2 separate regions of the Capra hircus genome follow, and region 1 is linked to region 2. A link is a contact called in public Hi-C data. All regions are on one chromosome and are shown on one strand. Each heading gives the region's core, a stretch centred on a gene start, on an enhancer-like site or on the middle of the called end of the contact. The rest is flanking DNA. Distances are from core to core; before and after follow the strand shown.

Evidence for each region. A called contact is a pair of places that touch in the nucleus more often than the background predicts.
Region 1: a Hi-C map of blood shows a contact between it and region 2, with 2.3 times the contacts expected there. The contact joins two enhancer-like sites. A contact is called at or near these places in 2 of 5 Hi-C or Micro-C datasets (both in blood).

Annotation. Positions count from the first base shown.
Region 1 is chr21:27,392,134-27,396,762 of ARS1.2, reverse strand. No RefSeq gene overlaps it. Among named protein-coding and RNA genes, the nearest start is that of KLF13, 140 kb to the right of the region's middle. Within about 2 kb of position 1,897, at least 1 of the 5 cell types and tissues checked has an H3K27ac peak or open chromatin away from gene starts, as enhancers often do.
Region 2 is chr21:27,339,206-27,344,001 of ARS1.2, reverse strand. No RefSeq gene overlaps it. Among named protein-coding and RNA genes, the nearest start is that of KLF13, 85 kb to the right of the region's middle. Within about 2 kb of position 2,166, at least 2 of the 5 cell types and tissues checked have an H3K27ac peak or open chromatin away from gene starts, as enhancers often do.

The sequences.
Region 1 (4,629 bases), core at 648-3,147, 53 kb before region 2:
AGGTACAACTTGAACAGTTCCTATTCTTGACTCAGAATCTGCCATTTGTCGGAGGAGTCCTAGTTTCCTTTAGCAGAAAATTGAATTTCAAACCCACCATCAAGGGGTCTGGGTATCTTTCTACTGTTGGCGAGGCCACCATTTCCAGGCCTCTCTGGGTAACAGAGCTGATTAGGGGAGTTAATATTTAACGGAGAGAAAGTCTCAGTTTCACAAGATTAAAGAGTTCTGAACATGGATGGTGGTGATGGCTGCAAACAATGTGAATGTACTTAATGCCACAGAACTGAACACTTAACAACAGTGAAGAGAGTCACTTTCATGTTGTATTTTACCACAGGTTTTAAAAAGAGCACTGAATATATCTGTTTTATACAATTTTCACACAACAGTAGGATACAAATTTTATTCCAGTTCCCACAGGCTATAAACTAGGAACACTGGAACATATCTAGGGACATACAACAAAGTGCCAAAAAAATTATGTTGAATTGGTTCATAGTGCTTTTCAGGTATATTATATCCTTCTGCTCTGTATGTTTATTCTATTAATTATTGAGAGTTTGATATTGAAACTCCAGCTAAAAATCTTAATTTAGATACTTAAAAATTGTAATATACAGTGGAACTATAAATAACTTTGTTCTGTATTTTCTAAGTCTCCTGTAAATGTGTTATTATACTTTCAAAATTTTAAAAATAAAAGAGAAATAAATAAATACAAAGCATTGAAAATTTTTTCCAATAAGCGAGTCCCACACAAAAGTTAACACTGACCAGGAAATGAGGGTGGTACCCAAACACTTCTAACAAGACTCTCCTTCACTAGTGAGCAACTGTGGGTGAGGATGAACGAGAGACTTTCACTTTTCACATTTTTCTAATATTCTTGCCTGGAGAATCCCATGAACACAGAAGCCTGGCAGGCAACTGTCCATAGGATTAGAGTCAGACACGACTGAAGCAACGTAGCATGCATGAACACATGACTTATATGTTTGTTTCAATGTTACTTTACAATCAGCTTCAAAGTTTTTAGGACAAATACTAAACCATTCAGCCTAACTATTTAATAAGCAGAGCTGTTAGGTATTTCTTTTGTCCTGGAGACTATGTGAAATTAAGGCAAAATGAAAGGTGCTGTGATCGGAGAAAGTTTAGGATCCTAAGGAAGGTTCTGGTTTCATCTTAACTAATTCCATTACCATACGATCCAGCAACCCCACTCCTGGACATATACCTGGTCATAACAGCACTATTCTCAATAACCAAGACCTGTATGGTACAGGGAACTACATTCAACATCCTGTGATAAACCATAATGGAAAAGAACACGAAGAGAATGTATACATGTGTATAACTGAGTTACTCTGCTCTACAGCAGAAATTAACACAGCATTTGTAAGTCAACTACACATCAATAAAATGGAAAAAACCCCAACTCCATATCCTATGTGGCTTCAGAAGAGCAGCTTAGTTCTACTGAGATTTATGTGTAGGACCCAGGACAGTACAGCTCCAGGACTTAGTGTAGTGCCCTCTGGGGAGCAGCCCTCCTGGGGCCCCCACACTCCAGCCAGCCAGCCAGCAGTGGGCAAAGCCAGGCAGCAAACCCACTGTGTGATGTGTGAGTCCAGCCATGGTGGTCACCTGGAGGGGCTGCCATCCTGCAGAGGCCAGTGCACCTGAACTTGACGATCTGGACGCAGCCTCAGACCCCAGCCCACACAGCTGGGGAAGGAGACAGAATGTGCCAGACAGATAGATCCCAGCCCAGGTCCCCCACGTTGACCACACCCCTTGTGACATCCCTGCAGGCAGGACCCAGCTGTCCCCTTGGCCAGGCACACTGGGCACAGGCTCAGATGGCCTCGAGGCCAGCACCCAGCACACGCAGGTGTGTCCTGTGCGCACCGGAGCCTGCTCTCCTGCAGGCACAGCCAGGAGGAGCTGAACAGGACTTGGCGGTTGATCAACTGCTTCCTCTTTCTGCATAAACATCCCTGTCTGTCAGATGCACACTGCCATCATGCCCATTTCAGACAGGAAGGAGGGGAGACTGAGGCTCAGAAAGGCGGGGGCTCCCAGGGGGTGCCAGAGTGAGCGGGAAGACAAGTCAGGATCTGTCTCTGCCTCGGGCCCCCCTTGTCCTCGCTCTGTCACCAGCCCTCAACCCCTGCTGCTACCTGCCCTTGCTCATCATCACCAGATCGCCAACCTGCCCCCGCCCAGGTCCCTCTTGGCTTCCCTTTCACTCCCCTGTGTCCAACAGCCCACCTGCCCAAGGGCTCTGTGAATGAAGTTTACTAAATAGAAACGTGCTCACAGAAACAGAAACAGGCTTTCCTAACAGGAAAAATGATGGGGGAGCAGGGAGAAATTAGCTGGTTCTGATTAACATACACACTCTACTATTTATAAAAATATAATAAAAAAGGACCCACTCTATAGCACAAGGGGTCCTATGAGTAAACTTCACTCCCGCCCTCTCTTTGCATCCTGACTCTCATCCCCGGGGGCTGAGCCATGAAGAGGAATTCACGGGCACCTGACATGCTGGGCCATGGGTGTGATTACCTTGTGCAGGGAGCTGCCTGGGACACCAAGGGATGAGGTGGCCTGTGTGCTGACCCGGCCACCCACCACGTCCACACAATCCCAGGACTGGCCGGGGTGCTCTGCTCCATGCATGTGTGCATGCAAAGACACCTCAGTCATGTACTGTTCTTTGTAACCCCATGGACTGTAGCCTACCAGGTCCCTCTGTCTGCAGGTTTCTCCAGGCAAGAATACTGAAGTAGGTTGCCATTCCCTCCTCCAAGAGATCTTCCTGATCCAAGGATCAAACCTGAGTCTCTTGCATCTCCTGCACTGGCAGGCGGATTCTTTACCTAAACGAGTCATCTAGGAAGTATTCACTTAAATATGGATGTACATGTGTTTTTTTCAGGTTCTTTTCACATTCAGTTTATTACGGAGGGCTGCATAGGACCCCTTGTGCTATAGAGTGGGTCCTTTTTTATTATATTTTTATAAATAGTAGAGTGTGTATGTTAATCAGAACCAGCTAATTTCTCCCTGCTCCCCCATCATTTTTCCTGTTAGGAAAGCCTGTTTCTGTTTCTGTGAGCACGTTTCTATTTAGTAAACTTCATTTATATCTATTTCAAGATTCTATCTAGAGGTGACATCATGATACTTGCCTCTCCCTCTCTTACTTCACTTAGTATCATCTCTTTAATACTTTCCTGTGGCTGGAAACAGCATACTTTCGTCTTATTCATGGCTGAGTAACACTGTATTGTGTATGGTACCCCATTTTCTTTATCCACTCATCAGTCCTTCTACTGTTAGGCTGCTTCCGTATCTTAGTGTACGTAGTGCTGCCATGATTGTTGGGGTGCAGGTGTCTTAAAATTTTGGTTTTCTCTGAATCTATGCCCAGGTGTGAGATTGCTGGGTCACATGGCACTTCGTGTTTAGTTTTTCAAAGAACCTTGGCATTGTTCTCCCTAGTGGATGTAAGTTCCCACCAACAGTGTAGGATTCACTTCTCTTCACACCATTTCCAGCATTCATTGTTGTAGATTTTTTGAGACGGCCATTCTGACGGGTGTGAGGTGACACCTCATTGTACTTTTGACTTACCTTTCTCTAAGAATTAGTGTTGCCGAGTATCTTTTCATGTTTTATGGCCTTTTATGCCTTCTTTGGAGAAATCTTTGACACATTTTTTAAATTGGGTTACTCTATGGACGTGAGTCTGAGTGAGCTCTGGGAGTTGGTGATGGACAGGGAGGCCTGGCGTGCTGCGATTCATGGGGTTGCAAAGAGTCGGACACGACTGAGCGACTGAACTGAACTGAACTGAACTGAAAGAAAAAATATATTGACCTGCACTAGCTGTTCACGTGTTTTGGAGATAATTCCCTGTGGGTATCTTTGTTTGCAAATGTTTTTTCCCATTAGGAGGGTTGTCTTTTTCTTTCATTTATGATCTTTCTGTGCCAATGGTTTTAAGGTTAATTGGGTCCCACGTTTATTGCATTCAGAATTTGCTATTTTTATCAAAGCATGTTCTGCTTGTTTTCGAGTTTCATGGCATCCATTTTTCCATTTAGATCTTTAATCTATTTGGAGTATATTTTTGTGTATTGTGTTATGACATAGTCTAATTTTATTCTCATTTTCCTCCTAGGAAGAACCTGCACACTATCCTCCACAGTGAGTTGTAAGTCACTCAGTCGTGTCCAACTCTTTGCGACCCTATTGATTATACAGTCCATGGAATTCTCCAGGCAGAATAGAGTGTGTAGCCTTTCCCTTCTCCAGGGGATTGTCCCAACCCAGGGATCGAACCCAGGTCTCCCACATTGCAGGCGGATTCTTTACCAACTGAGTTATCAGGGAAGTCCTCCACAGTAGCTGTTCCCAATTTCCACTCCCAGCATCAGTGTAGGAGGGTTCCCTTTACTTCTTCCCCTCTCCACCATTTATTGTTTGTAGCCATTCTGACCCATGTGAAGTGATACTTTGTTGCAATCTTGAGTTGTATTTCTCTAATATTTAATAACATTGACATCTTTTCATGTGATGTTTTTTAAAAAGATGTGAGCTAAATCTACCTCT
Region 2 (4,796 bases), core at 917-3,416:
TTAATGAATTTTCCCTTTAAATCAGTGTGTGTGTGTGTGTGTGTGTGTGTGTGTGTGTGCGCGCCCTCAGTCATGACTCTTTAGGAATCCCTGGACTGTGGCCCACCAGACTCCTCTGTCCATGGGATTTCCCAGGCAAGAATACTGGAGTGGGTTGCCATTTCCTCCTCCAGGGGATCTTCCCCACCCAGGGATTGAACATGTGGCTCCTGCATTGGAGCTTCCTCCGGGAAGCCCTCCATACAGTTTCTTTAATCATGGAGACATCTGGTCTCTGCGGCCCTTTCCTGTCCTCAGTGAGGGTTGCAGAGGCTCTGAGCCTCCGTCTCCTCCTGGGCCACCTGGCACAGGTCTCTCTCTTTTGCGTTCCAGCCGGGATCCCTCTGAGGGACTCTGCACTTTGCAGTGGACACTGGGCTGGACTAGGGGTGGGATAACGCCCGCAGGGCGGGCCTAATAAGATCCTACCCTATGACGCCTCCCCGAGCGCCAGACAAGGCGGCAGGCTGTCTCAGGTTTCTGTGGAGAGGCTGGGGGCGGTGCCTGCGGCCGGGCCGGGGTACACGCTGGAGAGCTGGGCTCCGTCTCACTCAGTGTGCCTCTCTACAAACACCGATCCTGATCCTGTCGCTAGAAGCTAAGCTGGACCTTCTTCGCAGCTGCATCAATGTGACGCGTTTATGGATCCCTTCCGAGACCCGGGGAAGCCTGGCGCGCGCCGGGACGGACCGGCGGGCGGGGCGCATCTTCCACGTGGGGGTTCCCAGGCCTGCCCTCGGTCGCCGCCACCCGGGCTCCGTCTGGAACGCGTGCCTGTGCGCTTGTGTGCGGCGGGTCGGGACGTAGGCGCGCGCTCTGGCTAGGGGAGTTTTTGTCCCCTTAGTTTCTCCAGAAGGAGAGGCATAAACACGCCTGTGCAGAAAACAAACCGTAGGCAAGTCACAACCAAAACTCTCTCTGCCGAGATTGGAACACGATATGCTGCCACGGAGGGGAATTAATTATAACACTGTGTGGGTCCTTGGGAAAAGCTGGGAACCGAGGGAGTAATTCTTGGGCACACCTCCTTCTCTTCTCCTCCTCCCGGGAGGGGAAGGCAGTGAGAAAGGTGCCTTCCACCCCCTGCAACTCCACCCCCCTACCCTCAGGGAGGACCCATGTTCGATATGCCTCCGGTTGCTCAAAGTATCTGACTGATTCCCGCGGGCGATCTCAATAGTAAAGCCCCAGGAAAAAGGATTTGCTTTAAAAAAAGAAGAAGCAGCTTACAAATAATTGCTCTCCTACCCAATGTTTTAAAAAATGTTTATTTATATTTGGCTGCACCGTGTCAAATATAAATGAGATGATGAGATGGTTGGAAGGCATCACCGACTCTATGGACATGAGTGTGAGCAAGCTCCCGGAGTCTGTGATGGACAGGGAAACCTGACGGTGCTTCAGTCCCCGGGGTCACAAAGAGTCGGACACGACTGAGCGACTGAACTGACTGACTGCACCGAATCTTAGTAGCAGCAGGCGAGATCTAGCTCCCTGTCCAGGGATCCAACTTGGGACCCCTACACTGGGAGCTCGGAGTTTTAGCCACTGGACCACCAGAGAAGTCCCGTAACCAGTACTTTTTAAGTTTCAAGAGGAAAGCAAGTGAGGGGCATGACTGGCACACAGTCAGTACCCAGGACAGGTTGGCACTTCCCCGGGGCGCTTTTCTCCTTCAGCATTTTCGTGTATCTCATCTTCACAGGCTCCCAAGGCAGGTCCCTGTGTTATTGATTGCACAAGTGTCAGTCGGTGGCAGTGTGGCCCCAGAGTCCAGATCCTGGGCTATATCGTGACGTGGTCGTGGGTGTCCTTAGAGAAGACCGCGCCGTCGCCCACGTACAAGGCGGCAGGCCCCAGGCGACAGCTGGAAGTACAGCATGGACGTGAAGCTGAGCTCAGCATCCTGCGCGCCGCCGTGCAGGGCGAGCAAAGGTTCATCTTCGCGGGCCTGCTGCTCACCAGCCACCGGCACCAGTTCCAGGAAGAGGTGATCGGCTACTACCTGATCCGCGGGCAGGAGCGCTTCAGGAGCAGCGGCGCCGCGAAGCCTCCCTCGCTGCCTCCAAGATCAAGCGGCCGCCAGGTAGGCCAGAGGCCGAGGGCTCGCGCCGGTGCTCAAGCTCGAGTGCGCGAGCCTCGTACCGGCGGGGGGCATTCGGGCGGCTACGTCCAGGCCTCCTTTGCAGCCTCTGGGCGCCGGGGAGACAGAGCGTCCCTCAGGTGCAGGCGGTGGGAGCGCTGTGGCTGTGCGCCATGTATTGGCAGCAGAACCGCTTGCAGCCAGGCACCCGGGCGGGGGTGGCGGGGGCGGAAGAATCCAAGTCGCAGAGCTACACTGAGGACTTTGGCCCGGCGCAGGGAGGCCTGGCGTTAGCCAATGGCAACGCGCGGGCCGCGCACTTGAACTGTTAGGGCAGCTGGGGTGCAGGGCCGGCGCAGCGGCGCTGCCAGGGCGAGAACTACTGGCGCCCGAGATCCAGCGCTGCAGCTCACGCTGCTACTGCGGGGAGCGGCGGCGGCGGCGCAAGGAGCCTGCGGCCTAGATCCTGAGCGCGCGCCGCGGCCCCGCCTGCCCGGCTGTCCTCTCCACGCGGTCAGTGTCTCCTTTGCGGTCTGGTCCACCCGGAGGCCAGCGATCCTCCGTCCGTGCTCTGTATGCGTTTGGTCACAAGGTCCTCGTGGTGCCGGAACCTGCACTGACGCCAGCCACCCAGGTAGTAAGTACACAGATAGGACACAAGTTATGCTGCGGAAAGTGGTGTGCTAGCTGGTGTCTGCCTCGTGCCTGTGGGAACTCAACAGCCATTGAATGGGGAGAGAAATAAAGACATTTACAGCCCTTTGCTTTTTGATGGGTATATTTTACATGCTTTGGGGGAGGGGCTTTTCCCCCCTAACCTTGCCAACTGGCCTCTTCCATGGAGCGGTCACCTGAGTGCCATCGGGCCCACTCAGGGTTTTGAAGCGAATTTGCCTCCCTGGGATGCGGGTGGCGGCTCTGCCCTGGCCTCCCACCTGTGCCCCCATCCCTCTCCCCGCGCCCCTTGAGGAGAGGGCGCTTGGATGTCCACTAGCCCCTTTAGGAGCACTGGTTCCATCTCATAAGCAAAACCTCCTCCCACACCCTCAACTCAACAGTGACATTCACACATCATCAGAACTGCCAGCGACTGCAGAATGGGCATCTCCAGACAGCCTACCTCTCAGGTTGAAGGCCTCTGGAACTGTAAGATACACACAAGTCCCCTGGAATCTTTAAAGCAGATTGTGACTTAGGTGTGTGGCAGCCTGAGATCTCTGCATTTCTTTCTTTAAAAAAAGAAAAAAGAAAAGAAATTGGCCATCTGGGCTTGTGGAATCTTAGCTCCCTGACCAGGGATGGAGCCTGAGCCCCCTGCACTGTAAGTCTGGAGTCTTAACCACTGGACCACAAGGGAAGTCCCTGAATGAGGTATTTGTAATGAGCATAAACATGGGACATAATATTTCCGTACATTAAGAGAGCTGTCTACAGATGTCTTCCTTTGTTACCACATCTGCTGGTCACAGATCTTTGAATCATGTTCTTTTCAAGTTCCTGACCATCCAGTAAACTGTCTTTCCCTACCCATAAATCAGTGTGGATTGGGATTTCTTTTTTTTCTCTCTCTTTTTTTTAAATCTTATTTTTTTTAACACCGAAAACATTTTGTATTGGGGTATAGCCAATTAACAATGTTGAGTTAGTTTTAGGTGAACAGTGAAGGAACTCAGCCATATATATATATATATATATATATATGTTGGATCGAGATTTCTCTACAGTGGCGCTAATCACATTTGGGGTTAGACCATCCTTTTTTTTAGGGGAAAGTCCTGTGTGCACTCTAAGAAGTGCAGCAACATCCCTGGCTGACCTCTACCCCCTAGAGGCCAGTAGCTCCCTCCACCTAAATATGACCAACAAAAATGTTGCCAGACATTGCCAAAGGTCTCCAAAGTGGTAGGGGAAGGGAAAGAATCACTTGTGTACGTGAATTCTTCTGGCCGTCTTTCAATCCAGAAAAGCAATAATCAGTCATTCTGCTCAAGCGCCATCCATGGGGATGGTTTCCCTTCCCTGCTTTCTTCCAGGGACACTTGACATTGGGGCTGTCATGCCCTCATAGCCTGCTCTCAGCAGAGCCAGTGCATCATGGAGAACAATCTGAAATCATGCTGCCTTGACTATCTGGTCCCTGGGAACGTCCCAGGAGGTGTCAATGGAGGGAAAAGAGTTCAGAAGCAAGAGGACATGTTGCAGGGTTTGAGCTACCTGTTCACTCAACTGCCATGCACCTTCTGGGTTTTCTCAGGCTCCCACGCATCACCTCTGTGAGATGACAGAATGCCGCCATGTAGACCTGAATTCGTGGAAGGATGGGCCAGCTCACACTCAGTCCATCATGCACTGAGCTCAGGACTGCATTTCGCTGATATCCCAGCCAGCCGTTCAGTCCCCACCAAGACCCAGTAGTAGCCAGGAGCTGTTTCTTGGAAAGAGGAATTGTCATGTGCAGAGAGGAGGGTTTGGCTTTGTCCAGAACATGACTCTCTGCTTTGTGGTCTGCCCCCTGGGCTCCCTGCAGCCTCGCTATTGGCCTCAAACACTGAGTGCCATTGGGTCTGTTAGGAGATGAAGTCAGGGGCCTCTACCCATACCTGGTGGCCTTACAGGTTCCTTGGTAAAGGCCTTTGGAGGGTACAGCCAAATGGCCCACATGCATGTGTATGTG